Regions from separate parts of the Mus musculus genome. Here region 2 is linked to region 1. A link is a contact called in public HiChIP or PLAC-seq data. All regions are on one chromosome and are shown on one strand. The core of a region is the stretch at or near the end of the contact, and the rest is flanking DNA. Distances in the headings are between cores, read along the strand shown.

Evidence for each region. HiChIP or PLAC-seq counts read pairs in DNA pulled down with a chosen protein or histone mark.
Region 2: an HNF4G HiChIP or PLAC-seq map of pancreatic cancer cells shows a contact between it and region 1. The contact joins two enhancer-like sites. A contact is called at or near these places in 1 of 15 datasets of contacts at CTCF or cohesin (the NIH/3T3 cell line), 1 of 484 Hi-C or Micro-C datasets (uterus) and 2 of 115 datasets of contacts at active chromatin or transcription factors (fibro-adipogenic progenitors and pancreatic cancer cells).

What each region holds. Positions count from the first base shown.
Region 1 is chr3:102,365,056-102,367,755 of GRCm38.p6, forward strand. No RefSeq gene overlaps it. Among named protein-coding and RNA genes, the nearest start is that of Gm40110, 6.3 kb to the right of the region's middle. Within about 2 kb of position 1,411, at least 54 of the 459 cell types and tissues checked have an H3K27ac peak or open chromatin away from gene starts, as enhancers often do. A contact at or near this core is called in pancreatic cancer cells, where this site is marked.
Region 2 is chr3:102,558,405-102,561,104 of GRCm38.p6, forward strand. No RefSeq gene overlaps it. Among named protein-coding and RNA genes, the nearest start is that of Gm46818, 54 kb to the left of the region's middle. Within about 2 kb of position 1,392, at least 5 of the 459 cell types and tissues checked have an H3K27ac peak or open chromatin away from gene starts, as enhancers often do. A contact at or near this core is called in pancreatic cancer cells, where this site is marked.

The DNA.
Region 1 (2,700 bases), core at 161-2,660:
TATACACAGCCATGAGTACACTGTCAGGTTTCTGCCATCTGACTGGCTAACAGTGTCCTCCAGCATTCTCCCCTTAGAATCCTAATCATAAGGATTAAGCAAAAAGTGAGACCTCAAGGGTAGTTTGGTCAGGAAGCATGGAATACACGTACTGTTCATGTAGATAGAGACCTATATGTGGTTAAAATTTCATCTGTAAAGACAGGGGCGCTATTGCAGATGTTCCACTCCCTAATATAAAGCATAGCCAGATCCTGTCCTCTTAGCCAGGCTTCATGCTAAGCACATTGCTAGGAGTGTCTCATTGAAGTGTCTCATCCAAGCTTTATCGAGTAGGTAAACTAGGTATTACCCCTAGTTTACAGGCAATAAAAGCCAAAGTTAAGTAGTCACCTACATCATCGAGTTGAAAAAATGATCAAGATAGGATCAAAGGCCATAAATATGACCCTGAACTAATACTATAGCCACATATAGGTTCCCTTATTAATTAAATTAAATAGATTTTAGATGTATGTTCAGCACCAAAACCAAGCACTTGGCTAAGATCCATTAGTGGTCAGTAAATGGCTCGATGGCAGCATGTTATCATGCCACAATAACAAGCATTTTATCTTGTATCATGCGTGAGTATAAGAAAAATGGTTCACTTAGTAAGATGCAGGGATTTCATAACAGAATAATTCCCAACCTCTCGGTGAATGATAGATAATTTTAGGAGGTTGTAGCCAGGATAAATGAAAGATCCAGGACCAAGTCCTTCACATGCTAAGCTGTAGGGCTTCACTAGCAGTCCTTTTTGGAGTCCCTTGGATAGCAACATTAAATTAAATTAATTAATTACTATTATACATTTTTCTTTAATAAAGATTACTCTTCCAGTATATAAATAATACAAAAATTTGGAAACTGCAGTAAAGTAGTAAGAAAAGAAATCAAGACAATTTTACTGTTTGACAGGCAATTTATTAACTTTTTTTTGTAATAAAATTGAGATTTTTTTAAATTTGATTTCCTGATAGCATGAGTGACCTTCAAATTCCCATGTACCTGAGTCACCAGATTTCTAAATCTGGTCCCTTTGACCAGGGGCACAGAGAGGGCCTATGATTGGCTGATGCTTAACCCTGAGTCTCAGGGGTACAGTAAGATAGATACTGGCAGGGCAGTGGCCAGCCAGGCTTCTCTGGACAGGATGACAGAGGCCTTGCTATCTCAGGGAAAAAATGCTCAGCACTGAGCCAGTATTCTGCACAAGGGTCGACCCAGTCCAGAAGGAAGTTTTCCTGGGCCCCGTTCCCACTCTCGTGGTCACATCACGGTGACACAGCAGGAAGCTGCGCCTCCCCAGAGCCCAGGTCTCTCACAGGAAAGTGCTGTCAGGGGTTTCCACATGGCCATCAGTCCAGGCACGTGGGGTTAGCAGCAGCATTCCAGCCTGCACTGTTTATCCACAGGCTGGACTGGGGCCTCAGGACTGGGCTAGGGCACTTCCTCCATGCCATTCTGATGCACTGCTGAAGCCTACTGTGGGGACAAATACCAGATCTGTGCTGAGCCTTACCAGACAGATTTCTTTGTGTTGATGTGAAAACCCACCTTTCAAGATGTTGCTAAAAATGACAGACATGAAGAAGTGTGTAATTGGGCTTTTTACCATTTTGTGGATTCTTTTTCTTTCCCACCTGTCTCCACCCCTCTCCTTCCACACTTTCAATCCCTTAACATTAGGTAGGAGAGAAAAAAAGTCAGAGGGAAAAGGGGGTGATGACATGGTTAGATTACTCCTTGACTCCTTGATACCTAGGGGTGTTGAGTTCCTTGGGGCAAGTTTGATTTTTGCTGTCCGGGTATCTAATTTCTTCTTTTCGTCCCTTCATACATGACTTGACAAACCTCAACAAACTGCACCTAACAGCAACCACCTACCAACCGGCCAACCAGCAGCAGCCCCTTCTATGGGGAAGGGGGTGGCTCTAGCATTTGTATATCCTCTGAAAAGTCCCCTGAATTTCAAATGTCACACACTCACAGAAATCATCTGCAGCTGGCAAAACCACGCCCTTGCTAGAGCACAAGGCAAATCACAGTCACCTGCTGTGAAGCAGCCCATATCACCATACCTGGGATTAAAACAAAAACATACGTATATTCTGCGGGTGTTTGTTTGTTTGTTTGTTTTTTAAGAAACCAAAATTCTCGCTGCAGAAATGTATCTTCCAACTGAAAGAAATATGTCTTAAAGCCTTGGGCATCTTCCTTTTGCTGGATATTGCCCCATGGCCTGAGTGAAAAGGGCTCTCTTGTGCACTGGTCTTATCTCCAGAAAGAATTCTGCTGTCTGTGGATGCTGTAATGCCAGGCAAGAGTGTTGGAATCTAGTCTGTCATCCTGGGTTGACCTGCATGTTGCTCAAGAGTGGAAGCACAGAGATAGAGGGAAGTGTAGAGGAGGGATCGAGAAGTTCTCTCAGCTCCCACATCCAGTGCTGGGAATTGACTGTCATCTTACTTCTTTGAGTTCTTGGCTTCCTCCCAGGTTTCTTTCTTCCAATAGGCTACTTTTTTTTCTCATTGATGCTGTCAGTCCAAGGTCATTAAGTAAACATGATAATGAGCTTTCTGAACCATAGGATTCTAAGACCCCATTTGAGTCCTCTTTATTTCAGGTGACATTTTATTACCTCACCATCTTTGGAGC
Region 2 (2,700 bases), core at 142-2,641, 190 kb after region 1:
CTGTTACTATGTATCATAATGCTAAATTCTGCATTCCAAGGTCTAATCGCCTTAACACAAGGAGATCTTCACGTATACGATACTTTTGTTGTATAAACCTTGCCCCACAATTGCTTGGTTAATAAAGATGCCTACAGGCTGTAGCTGGGAAAAGAGGTACGTGGGGTTTAGGTTACTGGGCTTGGGGTCTGAGGCAGAGACAAAAATAGAGAGGAGAGAGAGAGAGAAGAAGAAGAAGAAGAAGAAGAAGAAGAAGAAGAAGAAGAAGAAGAAGAAGAAGAAGAAGAAGAAGAGGAGGAGGAGGAGGAGGAGGAGGAGGAGGAGGAGGAGGAGGAGGAGGAGGAGGAGGAGGAGGAGGAGGAGGAGGAGGAGGAAGGGAGATGGAGAGGGGAAGAGGGAAGATGAGGACGAGGAAGGTGTGCCAAGGGGTTGGTGGATCATGAAGGCATGGCTAAGAGGGCCAGCCAGTTGGAGTAGAAGTGGCCCAGGCAGTGATATCTTGGTATTACTGACAGGGAGGTAGACAAAATAGCATAGAGGGTTGATATCTGTGCAGCTCTAGTGCTTTAAGGTTTATTATAAATGTAAAGGTTTTGAGTATTCTAATTGGGAACTAAATGATCTAAGGTGGGGTAGAAACCCCCAAATACCATTTACCACAATACGTATTTGCCTTATTCTACTTCCTTTTCTTCATTTTACTTTTTTCTGCCTCGTTGGTTAATTATCATCTAACTTCTCTTCTAATGTAAATATTTAAAACTACACATTCCCCTCTGAGTACAGGTTTAACTGTGTGTCACAGAATGAGGCTGTGTGTGTGTGTGTGTGTGTGTGTGTTTAGCCATTTTATTGTAAAATAGAACACACTTAGAAACTTACACAAACATATAGGCTAGTAAAATAGTATAAAATCAACATAATTGCAAACACTTTGGGAAATCAAAAAAATAGGATTTTGCCAACTACCCAGGACTCATCTATTGCTGGACAGATCTTAGCAATCTCTCAATCTAAAAAGTATTATCTGATTTTTTTATGCTAAGCACATTCTTACATAAGGACAGCTAGCAGCCATGTCTTATCCTTAGACACTGTAGGGCCTAGTCTCAGTCACTTAAAAACTGTCTTTCAGGCCCTCAATCTTTGTCCTACTCCACAGTTTTCCTCTGTGTTTTTCTTCTCCTTCTGATTTCTCTGTTGAAGATCCTGAGTCTGGCCTCCAGCATTTCCTACCATCTGGATTTTGCTAATTGCATGCTCACGGTGGAGTTCAATACATTCCTCTGCCCTCTGGGTTTCTTTAAAAATGGCAGCAGGTTCTGAGGGCTCAATCAGACTTAGGTTTGATCTTTTTGGCAAGACTACAGATGGTGTGGTGTTTGTTTGCTGAGGGACACGTAATGCTTGGCCACGTCTCTTGTTTGTGATATTTCTATTGACCACATCCACTGATTTATTGCCGTCGCCATGCGCTGGTCTTCTAACACTGAGAGTTTGCCTTCCTTTATTAGCTGGGAGCCTACTACAAGATTTCTCCCTTCTTTACCGCTTGGCTGCCCAGAGGCCCGGTTCATTTTTGGATTGCAGATCGAGGGCCACTCTTTCCATTTCCTCGATAATTTCTAAGGAAATGGACTGATTTCCTGTCATCACTCAAAGGTAACTGATCAACTATTAAGGTCTCGTTGTAAAGTAAAAATGCAAATGTATTCATTTTCTTACTCTTATTGATGTTTCAATTATCCTTTTTTGTTTGTTTGTTTAATCAAAAGGAGCATCTTTGAATTTGTTCTTGAGTCTTTTGACATGGTTTTAGCATCCTTTGTTCCATCCTTTGCTATGCTGTGGGAGAAATATTTTGGATTACTCAGATCCGTTTCTTCCCAGACCTTGAATCATGCTTCCCTCTAAGGTTTCTTTAAGCTGAAAATCATAGTGCCGTAATATATTTTAGGTTCTACGAGGGTTCCTTGCTGCTGACCTAACCTTTCACAGATCTTTCAGTGAACACACATGTAAACATCGTTATCCTCAACGGTAGAGGATTTAAAAGAATTCAGTCTTTGTTTAATCTCACATTTTACAGATCTTCTCAGCTTAACCTTGCTCTGCCACCACCACTGATGATCTTCAAATATGTACACACATGCTGTCCCTGTTTGCGTTCAATATTGTTATGCTTATGCTAAACATACTGTCTCAAAGTCTGTAGCTGGTGCATATATGGGTGGTCACAGGGGTGCATTGCATAGCTATTGCTTCAAAGAAGAACCTGCTACTCAGGCACAGGACCTGCTACTCTGGCCAGTGGACAGCCTGCTTCTGAAAGTCTTCTTCCATGTCTGCTTCAACTGCAGAGAGCTCCACTCCTCAGATCATGTCCTCACTAATGCAGCCTTTGTCTGGCAACTAAGAAAGGTGAGGGTGAACGACCCAGCCTTTGGGGCCCAGAGGCAGACATTCCAGTGGTCAATTCTTGTGTCAAAGCTCCTGCCAATCACTGAAGGTTTTAGCAGACTTACTTGAATATTAAACTTTTCTTTTTACCCAATTTCTTCTTTTCCTTTTGGAGATGCTGACTCCTTAATATAGCTTGTTGCCTATTTCTGAGGAACCCGAGGTAAGTTTGTAGAGGCAGAAGCAATCTGAGAAATATGGGCCAAAGATAGTGTTTTGAAGTTGGATTACTCAAACATC